2 separate regions of the Pan troglodytes genome follow, and region 2 is linked to region 1. The links are chromatin contacts, called in public HiChIP or PLAC-seq maps. All regions are on one chromosome and are shown on one strand. Each heading gives the region's core, a stretch centred on a gene start, on an enhancer-like site or on the middle of the called end of the contact. The rest is flanking DNA. Distances are from core to core; before and after follow the strand shown.

Region 1 (6,617 bases), core at 2,059-4,558:
TCTGGCTCTGTTGCCCAGGCTGGAGTACTCATTGCAACCTCTGCCTCCCAGGTTCAAGGGATTCTCATTCTCCATTTGGTTCTCATTTTTGATTCTCGTGTCTTGTGCCTCAGCCTCCTGAGAAGCTGGGATTACAAGCATGTGCCACCACCATACCTGGCTAATTGTTTTGTATTTTTAGGAGAGACAGGTTTTCACCATGTTGGCCAGGCTGGTCTCGAACTCTTGGCCTCAAGTGATCCGCCCACCTCGGCCTCCAAAAGTGCTGGAGTGCTGGGATTACAAGTGTGAGCCACCATGCCTGGCCCAAAGTATCTTCTTTGAAGCAGAAATAAAATAATATTTTACACTAAGTCAAAAAATAATCCTTCTTCTGTACACTCACAGCTTTTTGTTTTTGTTTTTTTTTGAGACTAAGTCTCGCTCTCGTTGCCTAGGCTGGAATGCAATGGCACGATCTCAGCTCACTGCAACTTCCGCCTCCCGGGTTCAAGCGATTCTCCTGCCTCAGCCTCCCAATTAGCTGGGATTACAGGCGCGGGCCACCAGGCCTGGCTAATTTTTGTATTTTTAGTAGAGACGGGGTTTCACCATGTTGGCCAGGCTGGTCTCGAACTCCTGACCTCAGGTGATCTGCCCACCTCAGCCTCCCCAAGTGCTGGGATTACAGGCATGAGCCACCGCACCCGGCCCACTCTCAGCTTTTTATCTGGCATTTTTCACATTCTACTTTGTGAGTATTACTTCTGAGTGTCTATTTTCCCCCACTTCTAAATTAAGTGAAAGCAGGCTGGGTGTGGTAGCTCATGTCTGTAACTCCAGCACTTTGGGAGACTGAGGCAGATGAATCTCCAGAGGTCAGGAGTTTCAGACCAGCCTGGGCAACATAGTGAGAACCCCGTCTCTACCAAAAATACAAAAAAATTTGCTTGGCGTGGTGGCGGGTGCCTATAATCCCAGCTACTCGGGAGGCTGAGGCATGAGAGTTGCTTGAACCCGGCAGGTGGAGGTTGCAGTGAGCCGAGATTGTGCCACTGCACTCCAGCCTGGGCGACAGTGCAAGATCCTGTCTCAAAAATAAATAATAAATAAATAAGTGAAAGCAGAGACTATATCGGATACCTATCTGTATGCTTTCAAAATGCCAAGCATACAGGAGGAATACAATAAACACATAGTAGTGGACTAATAAATGTTAATTCTACAAAAGGTTAATTTATCTTTAGCTTTTCTGAAGTGATTTTTTTCACCCTGGTAATTTTTAGCTTGGAGAATAATTCATCACTAAGTGTGGGCAACATTTCCGTTAACGCTGCCATCAAAGAACTTTCCCTTTTTGGGGTGGGGTAGGTCTCCCTTTGCTGTCCTCTAAGGAAAAGTTGAGCTCTGAAGAAAAATGAGTCTAGCAAGGGTGTATTACGAACGCAGCAATCAAATAACAGCCAAATTTACTGAACTTTTTCCATTTGCTAGGTACCCGTGGGTACCAAGGTGTGGGGATTCTTTGAATCCTCACTCCCTCACTTCTGGGGCAAGCTGCTTTTTCAAAAGCAAGCAAGCTCTGAAAGAGTATGTTACTTGCGCAGTGTCTTACAAGGAATAGCTGTGTCATTTCAAATACAGATGTCAAGGCTGGACGCAGTGGCTCATGCCTGTAATCCCAGCACTTTAGCAGGCCGAGGCGGGCAGATCACCTGAAGTCGCGAGTTCGAGATCAGCCTGACCAACATGTAGAAACCCTGTCTCTACTAAAAATACAAAATTAGCTGGGCGTGGTGGCGTATGCCTGTAATCCAGCTACTTGGGAGGCTGAGGCAAGAGAACTGCTTGAACCCGGGAGGTGGAAGTTGCGGTGGGCTGAGAACGCGCCGTTGCACTCTGGCCTGAGCAACAAGTGTGAAACTCCCTCTCAAAAAACAAAAACAGACGTCCAGTAAAGGATGCACAGTCAATAGGGACTGATCAACACTCGAAAAAGCACAGTAGGAGGCCGGGTGCGGTGGCTCACGCCTGTAATCTCAGCACTTTGGGAGTCCCAGGTGGGCAGATAACCTGAGGTCAGGAGTTCGAGATCAGCCTGGCCAACACAGCGAAACCCCATCTCTACTAAAAATACAAAAAATAGCCAGGTGTGGTGGCGGGCGCCTGTAATCCCAGGTACTCGGGAGGCTGAGGCAGGAGAATCGCTTGAACCCGGGAGGCAGAGGTTGCAGTGTGTTGAGATGGCGCCATTGCACTCCAGCCTGGGCGAAAGAAACGCCATCTCAAAAAATAAAAAAATAGTAGGGCCGGGCGTGGTGGCTCACGCCTGTAATCCCAGCACTTTGGGAGGCCGAGGCGGAAGGATCACTTGAGGTCAGGAGTTCGAGACCAGCCTGGCCAACATGGTGAAACCCCACCTCTGCTGAAAATACAAATATTAGCTGGGCGTGGTGGCCCGCGCCTCAGCCACAAGAATCGCTTGAGCCTGGGAGGCGGAGATTGCAGTGAGCCGCGATCATGCCACTGCACTGCAGTACAGCCTAGGAGAAAAAAAAAAAAAAAGGCAAAAAAGCACAATATTGCAGTCTGCAGAATCTTCTTTCTCCTCCTTTCACAAGAGACCACATTCTGACACCAACTTCCGTGGAAACACTGGCGCTAGCTCCAAACTAACAATCGCCAAATTCGAATCAGTTACCGGGAGAAGGAAGTGAGGCACTTCGCCGGGCAGGAGTCCACGTTGGGAGGAGGAAAGGCGCAGGCTCCCGAGTTGTGGAGCCAACGTTCAAATCCTTACGGGGTGGGACCGGCCTGGGCCAGTCATTTTACCTGCGCCTCAGCTCTAACAGGGTACCGAAATACCTACTTTGGGGGGCCTGCTAGGAAATTCAAATGGGCAACGCTGGTCAGGGGCATCAGGCACAGTGGCCATTCTTGGTAGAGCTACGCGCTCCAGGGCTGAGCGGGAAATGGCGAGGCCGGAGCACTGGGGCACCGCCCAGACGCGGGGCGGGCCCCCGGGGTCAGGCCCGGCCCCACACCGCCCTCCCCCACAGAGCGGCGAGGCCCGCCGCTGCCCGCCCGCCGGCCCGCCAGCCTGCCGCGTCAAGCCCGCCGCCGGGGCCCGCAGCCCGCGCCTCCTCCCCCGCCACACCTCGTGGCCCCCGCTTCTCCCTAGTCCCGCTAGAGGGGCTCGCGCCCCGCCACGCGCCCGCCCAGCGCTGCCTGGCGCCTCACCTCGCCGAGACCCCCTAATCCGCGCCAAAGAGCCGCCGGTCGCGCGCGCCTCCGGGCTTTGCGTGCGCGCCCCCGGGCGGCGCAGTGGCGAGCGCGCCGCGTGCCGCGCGCCCGCCGCCTCCGCCCTTCGGCCGTGGAGGCCCCTGCCGGGTGCTGAGCGCCCGCCACCGCCCCCTTGGCCTTTTCCCGGTCCCCACCGCGCGCCCGCTGCTGTCCCCGTGCCCGAGGACTGGGAGGATGGGGCTGAGCCGCTTGCCTGACTTTTGCTCCGACCAGTAATCACTTTGCCCGTGTGGCGCGTGGCCCGTTGCCTGAGGCTTCCTGGCGCGTGGGGCTGTTTGGTCCCCTCCGGAGTGCGGTGAGGCGGGCCGAGCCGGGACTGCCTGGGTTTGGGGATAACGTTCCCACCTCCACCCCTGTTGCAGCAAGGGAAATTGAGGCTGAGGGAACTGGGCCCAGGGACGGCGAGCCGTGGCTGCCTCTCCAGTCCGGGCCCCGAAGGGCTGCTCGTGGATGAACCAGACTGATTTTAAGGGGTGAAGAGGGTGCGTTTCAATCAGATGCTTCTGGAACGTCGAAATTGTCTTCTTTGGAAAGAACCATCCCCTCTTTGGGCTTCAGAGGCCCAAATAGAGGCGCAATGATGAGAGGATGTGGTGGTCTACTCTGATGTCAATCTTGAGGGCTAGGTATGTCCCAAGATCTCTTATTACTGCTGTTAATGATGATTCTAATAGCTACCATTTGTCGAGTACTTATTGCATGCCAGACATTGCACAAAGCAGGTTACACATACGGTCTCATTTAAAACTTGTGAGGTAGGCACCTGTTGTTATCCCTATTTTCCAGGTGAAGAAATCTAGGCACTGACATAAATAACTTGGGATCACACTGCTAGGAAGTACTGGGGAAGGGAATTCAAACCATGGTTTATCTGAACTATATAACTGTTACATCTATTTAGAAGTCTGCCTTTGATAAATTTGCCCAACCTTTTTTTAGAATTCACTTACACTTTATGCCTGTGTGAACCCTTTCATTCTTTTTTGGTATATGCATAATACAAGTTCATTCCAAAAAAAAAAAAAAGCCCTGCCGGGCGCGGTGGCTCACGCCTGTAATTCCAGCACTTTGGCAGGCCGAGGCGGGCGGATCACAGGGTCTGGAGTTCTAGACCAGCCTGACCAACATTGTGAAATCCCGTCTCTACTAAAAATACAAAAAATTACGCGGGTGTGGTGGCAGGCACCTGTGATCCCAGCTACTCCGGAGGCTGAGGCAGTAGAATCGCTTGAACCCTGGGGGCAGAGGTTACAATGAGCCAAGATCTTGCCATTCCACTCCAGCCTGGGCAACGAGAGCGAAACTCTGTCTCAAAAAGAAAAGAAAAGGAAAGAAAAACCACCTCCCACCAGGTTAAATAAATAATTAACATTTTGGTATGTACCCTTCCAGACATTTTCCTATGCATCACATCAATAAATATATAATAGGATATTTTACATTTGATGTATCCTGAAGATTAATTCAACAAATGTTTAGTGAGTAGGCTTGTTGTAGGTGCTGGGAATTCAGCAGTGAACAAAACAAAGTCTCTGCCTCATGGAGCTCATATTATAGTAGGGAAGACTGTCAATAAGCAATATACACATTACTAAATAATAGATAATGCCCAGTAATGTGGCAAGTTTTATGGAAAAATAAATCAGGATAAAAGGATAAGAGTGATGTGGGGATTCTCTTAGTTAGGGTAGATAAGGAAGGCCTCTTAGCTAAGGAGGCACATAAATATCTGATCATTTAATGAGAGAAGGAGCTACATGGATTTCTAGAGGGAAACTATCCTAGAAGAGAAGCAGCAAGTGCAGTGGCCCTGAAATTGGGATTTGTTTGGCATGGAAAAAGGGCAAGACCAGTGTGGCTGGAGCACAGCAAATGAGAGAAATTAGATGGAAATCATAGGCAGATCATGTATCATCTGGTAAGGTTTGGATTTTATTGGGAAGTGACAGAATATGACGAGGGGTTGAGAGCAAAGGAGTAGCTTTGCTGTAAAAGGATCACTGTGGGCTGGGAGCGGTGGCTCACACCTGTAATCCCATCACTTTGGGAGGCCGAGGCAGGCGGATCACTTGAGGTTAGAAGTTCGAGACCAGCCTGGTCAACATGGTGAAACCTCATCTCTACTAAAAATACAAAAAAAATTAGCTGGGCATAGTGACGGGCGCCTGTAATCCCAGCTACTCGGGAGGCTGAGGTAGGAGAATTCACTTGAACCTGGGAGGTGGAGGTTGCAGTGAGCCAAGATTGTGCCACTACACTCAAGCCTGGACAACAGAGTGAAACTCCATCTCAAAAAAAAAAAAAAAAAAAATCACTGTGGCAGCTGTGTGGGGAATGGATGGTAGAAATATTAAAATTGCCCTTTGCCTGGTGAAGTGGTGTGTACCTGTAATCCCAGCTACTCGAGAGACTGAGGCAGGAGGATGGATTGAGCCCAAGTTTGAGACCAGCCTAGGCAACGTATCGAGACCCCCATCTCTAAAAAAATTTTAAATTGCTCTCTAAGGCATAAATTGTCCTTTTACACGGTAGTTGTTCAACAGATAGTTGATTAACATTAGTGTTTCACCTATAGCTGTACAGCTTTACAACCACTCTCAACTTCACATAGTGGAAGTGGGGTCAGTCATTTAGGACATATCTGTGTCTTTGTCATTGAAACTCAAATTTTGAGACTGGCTAAGGCAAATATCCAGATCTGGATGTCATGATTGTCAACAATGAATATCAGTAATCAGTGTTGTAATACTGTAGAAAAATTAGTCCCACATAATACTGAGATCTAGTCGTTAAAAACATAGCATTCAGGGGCCAGGCACAGTGGCTCATTCCTGTAATCCCAGCAGTTTGGGAGGCCAAGGCAGATGGATCATTTGAGGCCAGTAGTTCAAGATCAGCCTGGGCAATATGGCGAAAACCCGTCTCTGCTAAAAATGCAACAATTAGCTGGGTGTGGTGGCGCATGCCTGTAATCCCAGCTTCTTGGGAGGCGCAAGAATTGCTTGAACCCTGGAGGTGGAGGTTGCAGTGAGCTGAAATCGCACCACTGCCCTCCAGCCTGTTCAACAGAGCAAGAGTCTGTCTCAAAAACAAAAAAACAAAAATCATAGCATTCAACTACCTGGAAATTACCCTCTCCCTTCAGTTGATGTTAGGCTCTACTTAGACCAATTTAGTCAGTGTGCTTAAGAAAGATGTGGAGAGGGCAGGACACAGTGCCTCACACCTGGGATCCCTGCATTTTGGGAAGCCAAGGTAGGCAGATCACTTGAGTTCAGGAGTTCAAGGAGGCACGAGAACTGGGCAACATGGTGAAACTTCGTCTCTACAAAAAT
Region 2 (6,617 bases), core at 2,362-4,861, 820 kb after region 1:
TACCTCCAGGGGCTCAAAGAAGAGAAGAGCTGATATGGCCATTCATCCACTCTCTATCCCTCTGGTAGGGCAAGAAGCCAAGAGAGAGTCAAGATGCCCCAGGTGGGAACCTGAAGCTCCCTCTTCCTAGATGTCCCGTCCCCAGCAGCACTCTGGTTCACAAACCCCTGGCTCCCCTCTCTCCTCCCCACTCTCCACCTGGAAGATGGAGGCTTGGAGCTCTTACATTGAACATGTCCTTCCAACCGCTGGTGCTGCCTGAGAGCAGGGTGTCAGGCCGGGCCAAGCCAGCATTGTTGATGCAGATGTCTACACCGCTGTGCTGAGAACGGATAGCTGAGAACATGGAGAGGATGTCCTCTTCATTTGATAGGTCACATCTGTAGGGGATCAAAGTCCCGGGGTAGCCTGCACTCTTACATTCAGCAGCCAGCTCCTATGAAACCCAACAGGGGTCTGACTGGGGTGAGCAGCTCACTCCCACGGCTCCCTAGCCAGCCTCAGACCCCCATCCCCGTCACACTCATAAAACATGCTCCTTTGGCAGCTGACTTTCAGCCATGTAGATGTTGGACTGCCCATCCCCTAAGTCTGTCCTCTTTGGTCAAAGTCTAAGGGATGACAGTGCTCCCTGAGTGATGAAGGGAAAAGGCTGTGATCAATGGAGAAACCTCACTATAAACTCAAGTCCTGGCTGGGCGTGGTGGCTCATGCCTGTAATCCCAACACTTTGGAAGGCCAAGGCGGGTGGACCAGTTGAGGTCAGGAGTTTGAGACCAGCCTTGGCTAACTTGGTGAAACCCTATCTCTACTGAAAATACAAAAATTAGCTGGGTGTGGTAGCTACTTGGGAGGCTGAGGCATGAGAATCACTTGAACCCAGGAGGCGGAGGTTGCAGGAGCTGAGATCACGCCACTGCACTCCAGCCTGGGTGACAGAGCAAGACTGGGTCTCAAATAAATAAATAAATAAATAAATAAACTCAAGTCCTGGGTGGAGCAGGGGCCAGGGACCTAGAGAATGGAGTGCTCTCTCTTTTCTGCCTCTTCCTCAACAGGAACACCTCTTCTGCCCATAGGTAATATGCGCCTCTCCACCACTTCATGCTTCTACACCAGTCCCGAGAGTCACTGGGCTGGTTAACCCAGCCTCTTCTGCATTGTGTCAGCCAGTCCCTCATCTCCGAACTATTCCCCTCCCCTCGCAAACTGCAGCCAACTGGCTCAGAGTTCTCAGACATGCCTTTCAACCAAGCCCAGCTGCCAATCTTCCCTCCCTACCTAAAGGAGGGGTCAGAAAGTCAGGACAGATTCTTTCTCTCTGAGTCCTGGTGCACCACCCTCCCCTCTGAGGTTTCTCAGGAGACTATGAGGCAATTCAGGTGGCAGGTGCCATTGAACACCCCCTGTGCATCTCCGGGCCCTCAGCATGCCAAGAAAGACCTGAGAAGGCAGAGCCACTGAGAGGCAGCCCAGGGGGAAGCTGACATTCAGAGGCAAGAAAAAAATACGTTCTGTGGCCTTCTTTGGAAGCCAGTGACTGGGCACTTGAGCCTTGTGATGGTGACGGTGTAGACGTGGGCGAGGGGGAAGGGGCATGTGGTGCCCTAGAGGAAGGCCAGCTTGGCCAGCTGCCCTGGCCTGGAGCCCCTTCCTCCTCCCAAGCCGAGCCAGGAATAGAGGACAGGATCGGGTGTCTTGGGACATTCTTTTCTGCTTTGACTTTCTGTGAGTTCAAAAGGTATAGTCCTCTGAGAATCAGAAACCCCCCTTCACCAGATTTTACCCACATTTGATCACTTCAGGAAACAGGAGTTTTCTCTGTAGGAAGCTAGAACCCAAATTCTGCTTTAACATCAATGACTGAATCAATCAAAGCAGACTGTGGGCAAGGAAGACTGCAGCTTTCCCCTCCCCTGGTGTACATCTTCCCGCTTCCTCCTCTAGACTCAAAATTCCTGCCACAAGAAAACCAGAAGGGATGAGCTCAGAATGTATTTCTCCCTGTCACTGCCTTCCTGTTGCCCCACCTGTGCCACCTGATCTCCCTACCTCCCCTCAGTAATGATCTACAACATCATGTCACCCCCTCACAACAGGGGCATTCTCCTCTCAGACATGGAGTCACCCTGGGACTGAGTGATCAGCCTGGGGATCCCCTTGGGGCTCAGGCCCCCCATTCCTGGCTAGCTTGCGGTAGGGGAGTAGGTGAGAAGGCAAGAGTGGCTTCAGAATTACGGAATCCAGTTGTTTAATCCCTGGCCTGATCCTCTGGGCTCCAAGGCTGGGGCTGGGTCCTGAGCTCCTCAGAATAGGATAAAGGGAGGAAAGAGTGGGGCAGTGATGGAGCCAGGTGACCTTGGGATTATCTGGGTTATAAAGCATACCTTTGGTCAGCAGCAGGGGAGGGGACAGTCCTCCTTCCTGTATACCTTCTCCCTCTGCCCCCACCCAAGGCCTCCTTACCCTTTCCCTGCCTGAGGACTTTGAGCACGGTGGAGATAAAGCCCTGCAGCTAAGCACTAGCCCGACACTGAGAATGAGCTTGCAGGGCACATCCAGAGAGAGCCTAGCACAGAAATTCCTCCCTGCTCCAAAATGGCCATCTTGATTTTTCTCTGAGCTCTGTGGGCTCCCAACCCCACGTCAAGAGCAGAGTAAGGAGTTCCAGGCTGCTTTATCCTCTCAAGGTTTCCGCCCTATTTCACCCACTCTGTTCGCCCCAGGAGAGTGGAGGAAGGCCCACTAATGAATATTCCATTCATTCCTCATGCCACTGGGCATGAGTCACCCCCGAGGTGAGGAGGCGGGGCTGAGGCTCTTCAGTAAAGCTCCCACCCCAACCCCACCCTCAGTCCTGGCTCCTGCCCATCTGGTTGGCCAGCCACCTTGCCCTGCGTGGTGGGTGACTTCTGGAGATTAGAGGCACTTGGCCGCCGGGGGCGAGAAGGCCACAGGGGCGAGACCACCACCCCCGACCTCCGGCTTCCCCTTCCTCGGGCCAATACCCTGGGCAGATGCGAGGGGCGGGTGGGGAGATGCCGGGGTCGGAGATTCGGTAACTCGAGCAGGGGCTGTCGGGGCAAACGGCTCCTTCAAAGACGAGACTTAAGGGGAAGGGAGAAGCCTGCCTTAAGGGATCCGAGAGGCCGCCCCGACTAGAGCAAAGGGCCCCGGCGTGGCGGGCAGGTGAACCCGACTCCGGGGAAACGACCCGCCCGCGACGTCCCCGCCCTCGGCCCGGCCTCACCTCGATGTTGCCCACAGTGCGGGCGCAGCCCACCACCTTCAGTCCCTGCTGGACCAGGGCCCGGGCCACGGCCGCGCCGATGCCCCCCGAGGCCCCCGTCACCAGCGCCAGCCGGTCGCGCCACCGCTCCATGCCGGGCCTGGCCATGGGCCCACGCCGCCCGTCCGCCTCGCTGGACTAGCCCGGCACGGGGGTCGAGGAGCTGACGCCCGGCCGCTCTCCTGCCGCCGCCGCCGACCTGCTCGCGTCCGATCCGCGCCTAGACCCACCAGAGTCCCGGCCTGCCTCCGGCCGGGACTCCACCCTCAGGCCCCCGGCGATCCGCCGTATCCAGTCGGAGGCCGCCGCGGCCCGGCCGCCCCGCCCCTTCCGCCCCTCTGCCCCGCCCCGGCGTAGGGAAACCGGGCTGCGCGGGAGCGTCCTGGCAGCTGGCGGCGCCGCTTCCCCAGTGAGCGCTGCCCTTTGGGGTCAGGGAAACCGAGGTTTAGCGGGGAGGTTCCTTCAGCCCCAAGGGCGCATACTGAAGCGTCCCGCTTAGTCTCCCTTCTCTACTCCTGAACCCTAATGCCAGGATGAGGAATTAAGGGCACTTAAGGTGACTCCAACACTCTTCCACACCCTCCCAAACCCGCCGGTGGCTGATGGGAAGGGATTCGGCCCAGAAAACGCCGAGTGTCTCCGCCATCAATGCTGGGTGACCTTGGGAAGGACTCATTCACCCTACCTGATCCCTTGGCTTTACTAGCCACGGAGAGTACACGTGTACTGGGGTATTCTGTCCCTAAATGGCCCACTGTGTCTAACTGCCCTAGACCCCCACGCTTACCCCTACCCCACTGTAGCAAATGTATCATGATATATGCCAAAGATTAAAACAGTATTTAACATTTGCTGCTTATGGTGTAGCAGGCATTTTAAATATAGTAACTAATCTACACAACCGCGCTGAGATGGCACATATTAGTATCTTAATTTTAAAGATGAGTATACTGACGTGCTGAAGCATGGTTTGGACCACAGGCAGTCCAGTCTTACGCCAGGGATGTGCTCCTCAACTGTCTTCACATCATTATCGCTTCTTGGGTTGCTGGTTTTGTTCAGAGTAGAGCTCGCTTTACTAAAAGTGCTGAAAACTGCGTACTTAATATAGCCATTCTCTTAAAGAAAAGGCATCTTTGAATAACCACCTGACTCCCTTCCAGCAAGCAATGGAGTAAGCGGTGAATGTGGCTGGTTTATTCATTCAAAAACACTCATTTGCCTATCCTGTGTTTGGCCCCAATGGCAAAGATTAAAACTAAACTAAAGCAGCCTTTCCTTTTAGGGATCTCAAAAGAACCTTTGACTCTTAACAGTGGTGAAGAGGGGATTCACCTCTGAGCCAAGGGCTGTGGGAGACCCACAGTCATTTTTTAGATTCTGGGATGAAATCAAAAAGGGTCCAAGAGGAGTCCTTTTACCTCTGCCCCATTCCTATACAACATTTAGATTTGAAAGACATCTCAGGAGGTGGATCCAAGAAATGGCACTATGAAAATTCAATCTAAGTTTCTGCTGCTGCCCACTTGAAATCTAACTCAAAATCTGATTAAAAGCACATAAAATTCACACCACCTCCATTGCACAGAAGTACTGATTGTCCCATGATTTTTATGCTGCCACCAAGTATTATAAACATGTAGACACAAATCTCTAAGCATCATGTGTCTACGGAGCTATTTGACTGGATCTTTTAAATGGCAGCAAAATGCTACTCCTGGGGGGAACTCTCTCCTTTAGTACTCACAGCTGTGACAGCAGTAAACTGTAAGACCACAGTGACTTTGTTACTGGATACCAGATAAGGCTGAACCTCACATGCACTTACACAGCCCACAATGTGGTTAGCTCTCAGTGCAGCCTTCTGAGCCCAGTCTTACATGTTGAGCAATTACTTATTGGGCAACCCTTGGTAGAAATTCTGCCAAGTTTTGTTTTTATTCTTCTTGGTCAATATGAACCTCTGAATTTAAGAAGTACTTTGTGTTATGTATTAGGGAACCTTTAATAATAGCAATTAAAGTCTCATGGGAAAGTAAGATGGTAGCAAGTATTTAAAGTATCTCCTCAAAAGAAAAAGACTGGAAAACTGCTTTTCTCAGTTGTCAGTTCTCATCAAAGGAAGATTTTTGTCTTCAACAATCTGTATCTCTGTCCTTCATCCTTTCTAACATCAACACTGGCCAAGCATCAAGTCCACAAGTGGCAAATACTAAAGTACTGCCACATATTAAGTAGAAACATGTACAGCAAATTTTACTGTGCGTATTAATAAATATTCTTTATTTTAAATTTTGCACATTGCGCTTTAACATTACATCCAAACATTTTGCAAGTGGATGTCTACTTTGTAAAACCATATATTCAGCTCATTGTCATTTCTGTACAGAATTATAAGTACAACATTACTTTTTGCCACTAAGTTGCTTTAGTAAGTCTCACAGGAAGAGAAACATTTAATGAAAAGAGATGGCTTAAATCATATGGCAGGCCTGCGCAGCCACGCAACTAAAGACACAAGCCTGAAGAAAGAACAAACTAATGAGGATACCTCCACCGTCTCCCAAAACAAGAAAGAATCACATTGATTTAAGATAAAATTTTGCCATAAGTCACTAAATTAAGAGTTTTTCGAAAGAGAAGGCGCAGTAGTCATCGTGAGTGTTTCATTGAAAGACAGAGCTATTTTATTTATTTAATTTGCTCCAGCCGTTGTCAACCAGCCACTACAAATGGGCCTCTTGTGATCATTTAACCGGCAGTATTTATTAAATTTCTCCTTCAGATGCTGTCGGTATTGTTCTCTATTGCTGTAGAAAGACTGGTTATTAGCCATAAATGACTGTATTTCATCTTGTGAGATAAAGATTTCCTCATCTGAAGTACATTCAGACTCATCCTGCAAATTAAAGCAGTAGTTAAGACTATGACTTAAGAATGCAAAATGTTATGTAATGGAGGAGGACAGCTAAAAATTAAACCAGTCTAACTTTTTAGTTTCAAATCAGTCACATAAAGCCTTTAATTGGAGTGTTTGCAGAATAAGCATCATGTCATTCTGCCTAAGAAAGTAGTGAGAATAAAATCCAACTCCTTGAGTTGAAACCTTGAATCTATAATTTCTCCTAGAAGCCTATGAGCCTAGCAAACTACCACCATACCTTGGCCTTAAAAAAATAACTAATTAAAGATGTTACAACTAGTTACCTATATTTTAAGTAGCCAGATGTATCTCCAGTTAGTCCTATCTTGAAACAGTCATCCCTACAAACTAAGTAAAAGATAACCATTTTCTACTTAAGAAGTAAGTTACACAGCATCACCATTA

What was found. HiChIP or PLAC-seq counts read pairs in DNA pulled down with a chosen protein or histone mark.
Region 2: an H3K4me3 HiChIP or PLAC-seq map of stem cell-derived excitatory neurons shows a contact between it and region 1, with 5 times the contacts expected there. The contact joins the promoter of DHRS11 here to the promoter of ACACA in region 1. A contact is called at or near these places in 1 of 7 Hi-C or Micro-C datasets (stem cell-derived neural progenitor cells) and 1 of 1 datasets of contacts at active chromatin or transcription factors (stem cell-derived excitatory neurons).

What each region holds. Positions count from the first base shown.
Region 1 is chr19:30,473,282-30,479,898 of NHGRI_mPanTro3-v2.0_pri, forward strand. ACACA (acetyl-CoA carboxylase alpha) reads left to right here and starts at 3,309. Exons shown (of 56, transcript XM_511428.9): 1 at 3,309-3,908. The coding sequence starts at 3,871. It overlaps TADA2A (transcriptional adaptor 2A), which reads right to left and starts at 3,305. Exons shown (of 17, transcript XR_010152895.1): 1 at 3,220-3,305.
Region 2 is chr19:31,292,517-31,299,133 of NHGRI_mPanTro3-v2.0_pri, forward strand. DHRS11 (dehydrogenase/reductase 11) reads right to left here and starts at 3,612. Exons shown (of 7, transcript XM_511425.9): 1 at 3,251-3,612; 2 at 227-436. The coding sequence starts at 3,397. GGNBP2 (gametogenetin binding protein 2) reads right to left here. Exons shown (of 14, transcript XM_001173664.6): 14 at 5,544-6,188. The coding sequence ends at 5,985.